3 separate regions of the Sus scrofa genome follow, and all the other regions are linked to region 3. A link is a contact called in public HiChIP or PLAC-seq data. All regions are on one chromosome and are shown on one strand. The core of a region is the stretch at or near the end of the contact, and the rest is flanking DNA. Distances in the headings are between cores, read along the strand shown.

Region 1 (2,700 bases), core at 62-2,561, 160 kb after region 3:
ACAAATAGAGTGATTGCTGGACATATCATTTACGAGGGCCAATTCAAAGGACCCTAATTGTCTCCCTTCTTTTAAGCAATCCTAACACTACACACATACACATAAGCACACACACACGGAAACCATGAATGTGAAAAGTCATAGCTATCATCATAATGAGCTTCAAATGAGAATTCAAAATGAGCTTCCTGAGTTCTCACTGTGGCTCATCAGGTTAAGAACCCAACTAGTATTCATGAGGATATGGGTTCGATCCCTGGCCTCACTCAGTGGGTTAAAGATCCAGCATTCCCACAAGCTGTGGTGTAGCTTACAGATGTGTCTCAGATCCCGCATTGCATGGCATGGCCAGCAGCTGCAGCTCTGATTCAACCCCTGCCTGGGAACTTCCATATCCTGCAGGTGGGGCTCTAAAAAATAAAAATTTTTAACCATGAGCTTGCAGGTTCGATCCCTGGCCTTGATCAGTGGGTTGAGGACCCGGCGTTGCTGTGAGCTGTAGTGAAGGTTCCAGATGTGGCTCAGATCCCCTGTTGCTGTGGCTGTGGTGTAGGCCGGTGGCTACAGCTCTGATTAGTCCCCTAGCCTTGGAACCTCCATATGCCATGGGAGCAGCCCTAGAAAAGGTAAAAAGACAAAAAAAAAAAAAAAAAAAAAAAAAAAGGTGTTTTTGACAATTTGATGGTAACATATTTTATTTCATTTCGTGAAATCTATTCTGAAAAACATTCTAAAAATGACCCCTGGAGTTTCCTCTGTGGCTCAGCAGTTTACAAACCTGACTAGTATCCGTGAGGATGTGGATTTGATCCGTGGCCTAGCTCAGCGGGTTAAGGATCTGGCAATGCTGTGAGCTGTGGTGTAGGTTGCAGATGCAGCTTGGATCCTGAGTTGCTGTGGCTGTGGTGTAGGCTAGCAGCTGCAGCTCTGATTCAGCCCCTAGCCCGGGAACTTCCCTATCCCACAGTGCAACCCTAAAAAAAAAAAAAAAAAAAAAAAAAAAAAAAAGCAAATAGAATACAATAAAAATGACTCCTAATTGCCAAACATAATGGAACCTTCTTATCTCCTCAACAGCACTTGAGTCTTCCTTTGATTTCTGCAATCCCATCCTTCCCTGGTTCCGCACACTCCCCTCCACCTGCCCCATCTCTGTAACAATTCCTTCTCAATTCCCTTTGAACCCACATCTTCCATTTTGGTAATACTCTAGGCACCATCATTTGCCTCCCTTTCACTCTGCGTGTACTTCCTAGATATTCTCTGTCATTCTCAAGGCTTCAGCTACTACCCACTGCTAATGACTCACATGTGTGGCATCTCAAATGCCACATGATCCAAACTGAAGTCATCATCTTTCCCCAGATCTGTTCTTCCTATATCATACAATCTGGTGCTGCCAGGATGGTGCATCCATCAGCTACCCAGTCACCCAAGCTTTGCACTTCCACATCGATTGATTGATTGATTGATTGATTGATTTTGTCTTTTTGCCTTTTCTAGGGCCGCTCTCGGGCATATGGAGTTTCCCAGGCTAGGGGTCGAATCGGAGCTGCAGCTGCCAGCCTACACCAGAGCCACAGCAACGTGGGATCCAAGCCACGTCTGTGACCTACACCACAGCTCACAGCAACACCTTATCCTTAACCCACTGAGCAAGGCCAGGGATTGAACCTGCAACCTCATGGTTCCTTGTCGGATTCATTAACCATTGAGCCACAACGGGAACACTTCCATGTCATTTTCTATTTCTTCACTACCATCAGTGCCCTGCCACCTAACTTAAAAGCACATACATATTCCCTCCTCAAGAACCATGTTCAATGGGCTGCATTCAGAATTCAGGGCTTTATCCTCTTTGACCAGACTATTGGAGGGTCTAGCATCTCACACTCCTTAAATTCATCCTGACTCTGCTACAGAAATGATCTTACTAAAGCTCACATCTGATTATGCAACTTTCTGGCTTCAAATTGTCCAGGGGATTCCTAGTGGCCTAGTGCAGTGGTCAGCAAACTATGGTCTGTGGGCCAAGTCCAGCCTGCTGTTAGTTTTTACAAATCAAGTGTTACTGGCACACAGTCACACTCGTTCCTTTATGTCTTGTCTGTGGTTGATCTCATCCTACAAAAGTCGAGTTGTAAAGTTTCAGCAAATACCATGTGGTCCCAAGAGCCAAAAATATTTACAATCTGGCCCTTTACAGGAAAAGTTTGCTAACGCCAAGACTAGTCGGTAAAGTCTGAACTCCATGGTATGACATGCAAAACCTCCATCCTCTGGCTGCAACCTCTACCTCCAGTCTTAGCTTTTGCCACACACCCTTTAAAACTTACCCTCTAGCAGCGCTTATCTGCTTGCAGTTTCCCAGCACTGAATGATAGAAATTTCTGCGGTAATGGAGATACTTTTCACCTGCACAGTCCAATGTGATAGCCACTAGCCACATGTGGCTACTGAGCTCTTAAAATGTGGCTAGAGAAACTAAGGAACTAAATGTATAGTTATACTTAGTTGTAGTTATAGAATTTTTTTTTTTTTTTTGTCTTTTAGGGCCACACCCACGGCATATGGAGGTTCCCAGGCTAGGGGTGGAATCAGAGCTACAGCTGCCAGCCTACAGCACAGCCACAGCAATGCAGGATCTGAGCCACATCTTCAACCTACACCACAGCTCACTGCAACTCTGGATCCTTCACC
Region 2 (2,700 bases), core at 122-2,621, 130 kb before region 3:
GGAATGGGGGGGGGGTGGAGAAAAGAATAAAACTGCATAGGTCCAGGCAGGAGACAATGACAGGCAGGCTAAAGTCGTGACAACTGGCCCTCTCTTTTGGGACCCAACTCTCCAGTCTTTATTCTGAGACCTACACAAGCAAGTGGAGGGGAAAATCACCTATTAGGGTGAGGAACAATGAAATCACTTTATGTAAGTATCTGGATATTGAGGAAAACAGGACCAGTTCTCAGGTTAGGCTCAGAAAACTATGAGAGAGAAGGTGATTTTATATTCCGACTCTACTCTCTTCCTTGAACCTATCTCCTCATGGACCTCACGATTTCCATCCTTGTTGGCCAAATGCTAGCTCACAGTGCTCTCATTTTGTCCCAGAGAGGCCCAGGTCTCCCCACCTATTGTCTCCCCAAAACCCTCCCTTCAACACCCACTGCCTCTGGCTTGAGCCTTCTGCCTCAACCTACCTTCTTCAAAGAAGCACTTCCCAATCACCAATGTCATCCCCATCATCAGGGCGTGGTTAGTTAACTGGCTAACTGTTCCCGCTAAAAACACTGTTCACTATAATGTTACTTTACTATCTTGAAATATTTAGATTTTGAATGAATGTCTCAGGGAGTTCCCTGGTGGCCTTTCAGGTTAAGGATCTGGCATTATCACTGCTATAACTTAAGACACTGCTATGGTGTGGTTTTGATCCCTGGCCCAGGAACTTCTGCATGCCATAGGACGTGGCCAAAATAATAATAACAATGATAAATGAATGTCTCAGATGGAGAATACCTTCGTATCCAAAAAGCAGTCTCTTACATAAGCCAGTTGAGGGAGATGTTCTTAAGCAAGGAAAACAATTAGGAGTAGGTCTTAAACCCAAGCCATGCAGGCAAGTTCTCAGTGTGTTAGCCCCCATCTCAGCCACTTCCTAACAGAGTATGTGAAGTGTGTCCTATGCTGTTTCCTGGTCTGCACAGATGATACCAAACACCATTCTCTTATCCTAGAAATACATTTTAATGAGAGTAGCACATTCAGAGCCAGAGACCAGTGCCTGAACATTCCAGAACCTATAATGATCATGCTGCGTGCTACAAAACTTCTGATGGTGTCAGTTCCCTTGCTGTAATACTCTCATACCCACTGACAAACTTTCTAAGTCATTGTTTTTGATGGGAATAGAAAGGCAGAGAAAAAGGTGACTCTGGACCAGCACTGGGTTGGTAGATAACAGTATATCTGGCCTCAGCTTGAGATGCAAGATGTCTTTCACCCACCAGAGCATCAGCGCCCTGGATTGAGGCAATTTTTTTTTTTTTTAACTCAGTGATTCTAACATCTGCCTCTTGGGTGAATAAATAACCCAGCACCTTCCTTCCAGTGGCATCAGGTCACACAGTAATCTTCATCACACCATCTTCCACAGGCACAGAGAGGCAGAGGCCTCCTACGGCCACAGCACCCAGATTTTCTGCTCTAAATAAGCCGTGCATCCAGTTGGACCTGAAAATATATTGCCTGCAGCCAGTTGCTCCTGAGCCACTGCTGAAGTCGTGCAACAATTATCAATCCAGCAAGGCTAAAAGACAAGTCACCTGGAGGCCTGGTTACTCTGTGGCTTGGCAGCTCTACCACCACATCGGTGCCACTCTGCCTTGGACTCTGTGGGACTTTTGGCATCAGATTCCCTTCCACGGAAGGAAGAGACAGTCACTGCTTCTACCACAGGTGAGTTAAAAGGCATCTGTTTTTGAATAAATTTCGCCCAGTTTGCATGGAGGGAGGCAAGATCGAGAAAGCTGAGCTGAGCTGAGAGAGGCTGGGATGCTTGGGCTGACTTGGCAGATGACAGGTTTTGTTACAGATTTCTAAAATAATGTTGCTTTAAGAACAGAAAGAAAGCCCAGCCAAGAAACATCAACAGTAAGTTTTCCTTCTTTTTCCCCCCGAAGATATGCTGAAGCCAGGTTTAATTTTATGTCAGGAAAGAATTCCCTCCTGAGACTTTCCTGGCTACGGTTCAGTTGAGGATAATGTTTTCCAGCCATGCTTCCAGAGCCCCTCAAAGACTGAAGGGAAAACGGCAAATAGGCACGAAGCCTCACTTTGAAGCAGCAGGGGGAGCTGTTATGATAAAGAAACTGGGTGGTTTCTTCTTGGTCGGAGGTTATTTCAGAAATTCAGGCAACGTTCTCTACATTTTATTTTCAGCACCGGGGAGTACCTAAAGAATAAAATATTTACAGATGCTAGCAGATTTTATACCTCTGACTTTAATGCAAAGACTTCATGTTATATTTTACATCAAAAGGGAAGAAGTTGCTAGCATCTGCAATGCGTGACTATGCCGTGATTACTTCCATCAGCATGTAATAAAGCATAGCTCATTCGATATATTGCAATTCCAAAGTCCCTGATGGAAGTGGATGTTTAATGTTGGACTTCCAGGGCATAAAAAAGAGCCATTGTTACAACCTCACAAAAATTTACCTACCCTCACCACATAAGGCATCTCAGTTCTGCCCAGTAATTATTTCTGTCCAGTAATTTTGGTTTTCAAATTGCTTGAGCCCATTTAAAAACTGAGAGAGAGAAAGGTAGGGAGGCCAGACTCACTACTTATCTTTAGAAACAGCCTTTCTTCCATTTCTTATTGGGTTGTTTTGAAGTCCTACTTACAAACGCACAATGTGACTTCGCACAGAG
Region 3 (2,700 bases), core at 163-2,662:
GGGAGAGCACAAAGGAGGCCTGGTGGTTTTCCCCAGTGTGTATTTCTGGTACAGGTTATTTCTTCTACATCCCTAATCGGGATCCTCCTAGAGCAGTCTCGTTTTTTTTCCTGTTGGTGATGAATAACTTCACTTCCCCTTCCCTTCCCACTCCCGGCCCTGTCTCTTCTTATCCAAATGGCTGCCTAAGAAATCAGTTCTTCTTAAGCTATACCCTTCTCCATTTTAATGTATGGCCAGAACAGGCAGATGGGAAGGGAACGTCTTCCAACTTTGAGCCTTGACACACTGGTCGTTGCCATTCTGATGATCTTGGACCCATCAGATCTTCTCCTGACGATGTGAGAGAGGGACAGGAGCATGGCACTTATTCAAAGCCTTGCCTCATTTGTTAAGGGCAGAATCCAGAGTCTGCATTTCCACTCAAAACTTTTTATAGTTGTGGATTCAACTAAAAGCCTAAATTCCTGTGCATTAGCTTACTTGTGTTGTCCAAGAGGTTGAATGGATTTCAGCCATCTTGTTTGGGTTGAAGGGAATTGCTTTTAAGATGCTCGTTGGCTTGAGGGGGTCCAGGGATCCCTGGAAGCTACTGACCAGCCAGTTGGGGTGATATTTATGGGCCTCCTCGGCCGCAGTTACCTGAAGATTTAGAAAGCAGGAAGGCAGAAGCTTTGGTCAGCAGGAGGCTTTGCGAAGACACAGGCTGTTAGTGGTACAGCCAGTATGCACTGCTTCATTTCTCCTTCTCCCCTCATATGTCTGTAAGCCTGTCCTTGCTACCACCAATATTTTTTACCAGAATAGCTTTGAAGGTTTCATGTGTTTCCCTTCCTCAGTCTCTCCTGACTTGAGGATTTAATTAATGCTTTTCTTGGAGACAAAAATAAGATGCTGAAAGATTTGAGAAGGGTGCCAAAGACAGAGCTCTCCAGGGTGTTAAGTTGCCCTAATGGCCAGTGGAAGGCTTGAAAGTGGACTGGTTGGGGAGGTTTTGATATTTGACCAAACGCATAAGGTGTTCTACCCTCCAGGCAGAACCAGAATGAGAACTCGACTGGCAGTATGAAACACCTGTGTAACAGGATGTGGTATTTGAAAATTCTTGAGCACTGCTGTGTAATTCTAAAGTCGAAGCTGTGCCACTGAACTGCACAGAGGTAGGCAGGAGTCACATTTAGTTGAAATAGCTGTAGTGTCAGATCTGTCGGCTTAAGGGAAACCTAACTCATGGTAATGTATCCTGCCTGGATTAGTCCTGTGACTCAGAAGGAAAGGAGGCCATCTAGTCCCCTTCTACAGAGGACATGCTAATTTCTGGTGAGGGGAACAAATGACGCTAAGTATGGACATAAGGGGCAAGCACACAGGCTGGCTTCCCCTTCCCACCTAGCACAGCTGAGTGGTGGGAGTGGTGGTTGAGAGTGTGGGTTCTGGAGCCCATTGCCTCAGTTCAAATCCCACAGACAGCACTGGTGCTCATGTGACCATGAGCAGATTGCATCATCTCTCTGTACTTAAGCTTTCTTATCTGGAAAGAATAATAATACCTACCCCCAAGGCTTATTGGGAAGACTGGTAATCTAATGTGCTTAGAATGCTTTATTTTATGTTTTGTTTTCATTTTGCTCCCTGAACCACTGAACCACTGAATTATGTACCTGGGTGAAAACTGACAGTGGAATAGGGAATTTCTTTGTCAAAGTTGGACCCCACCCGCCTACCTGAAAAATGTTAATCACTTAAGCACCTAATATTAACAAAGCCAGGGAGTTTGCTGGGCTTATGCGAAACGGACTGAGAGTTACTCTCTGTTCTCTGCCTGGCGCCTGCAGTTTAGTTTGGTCAAGCTGACCTCCTCTGGTCTCATTTAAGTCTTTCCCACCTCCCTCCCCCGCCCCCAGACTCTCTACAGAAAGGGAGCAATCCTTCCCCCTGAAGTCAGCATCATAGCAGAAGGAAGTGGGAAAGGAGGGACCACCCGGACTAAACTGAGGGCCTCGGCTAGAAATAAAAAGTCTGAGTCAGTAGAGCCCCATACTGTCCTTGCCCTCATAGCTGGGCAGGTTGCCATGGTTACTCCCCTTCCTGACTCTTTCTCCTACCTTGGAAGGAAGCCTGAGACTCCAGGGTAAGCAAAATCTGAACAAATTGCTTCCTGGTCTGAAAATGGAAGTTACTTTTTCATTAAGTGAGGTAGAATCTCCTCTCTACCCAGCTTATCCTTTTCCTCTTCTTCCCAACTTATTCTAATCCAAAATTTTACTCCAAATGTTCAAATTCTTGCTAATTCCTACATTGTTGCAATAGAGAAACAGTAGGGCTTATGAAGCTTCAGGAACATAAAAGCTATTGTCTCAATATAGAAGCAGCCTGGCAATGTTTCTCTGCTGCCATAACTTATAACTTAGCCCCTAAGCTAGCTAGCGGCAAGTGACCTTTAACTACTGTAAAATTTTGAGTGAACTGGGGGGTGGAATGGGGTGGTGCTGAGTGAGTGTCACCTGCAGGGACGTTACCAGGAGGCAGAATGCATGAGCGCTGTCACTTAGATTTTTAGGTAACGATGGAGAAAAAGGAGCAGGTAGATTAGGAAGTAAGAAGACTGGAAAAGCTGGGTTTGAAACGTTCTCCAGCCTGGAAGGGATTGGAGTGAGGGGTTTATGGCTTAATATTTTCTCTGGGTAAAAAGCTATCTTA

What was found. HiChIP or PLAC-seq counts read pairs in DNA pulled down with a chosen protein or histone mark.
Region 1: a contact with region 3 is called in an H3K27ac HiChIP or PLAC-seq map of alveolar macrophages. The contact joins two enhancer-like sites. A contact is called at or near these places in 1 of 47 Hi-C or Micro-C datasets (embryonic fibroblasts) and 1 of 2 datasets of contacts at active chromatin or transcription factors (alveolar macrophages).
Region 2: a contact with region 3 is called in an H3K27ac HiChIP or PLAC-seq map of alveolar macrophages, with 13 times the contacts expected there. The contact joins the promoter of DAB2 here to the enhancer-like site in region 3. A contact is called at or near these places in 1 of 5 promoter capture datasets (liver), 15 of 47 Hi-C or Micro-C datasets (alveolar macrophages, blood, embryonic fibroblasts and 10 more) and 2 of 2 datasets of contacts at active chromatin or transcription factors (alveolar macrophages and skeletal muscle).

Annotation. Positions count from the first base shown.
Region 1 is chr16:24,483,757-24,486,456 of Sscrofa11.1, reverse strand. The region is part of intron 1 of FYB (FYN-binding protein); the gene reads left to right. Among named protein-coding and RNA genes, the nearest start is that of FYB, 23 kb to the left of the region's middle. Within about 2 kb of position 1,311, at least 4 of the 83 cell types and tissues checked have an H3K27ac peak or open chromatin away from gene starts, as enhancers often do. A contact at or near this core is called in alveolar macrophages, where this site is marked.
Region 2 is chr16:24,775,608-24,778,307 of Sscrofa11.1, reverse strand. It overlaps DAB2 (disabled homolog 2), which reads left to right and starts at 1,371. Exons shown (of 16, transcript XM_021076650.1): 1 at 1,371-1,722. All of the region lies in intron 2 of LOC102163534 (a long non-coding RNA gene), which reads right to left.
Region 3 is chr16:24,641,378-24,644,077 of Sscrofa11.1, reverse strand. All of the region lies in intron 2 of DAB2 (disabled homolog 2), which reads left to right. Among named protein-coding and RNA genes, the nearest start is that of C9, 67 kb to the right of the region's middle. Within about 2 kb of position 1,412, at least 17 of the 83 cell types and tissues checked have an H3K27ac peak or open chromatin away from gene starts, as enhancers often do. A contact at or near this core is called in alveolar macrophages and omental adipose tissue, where this site is marked.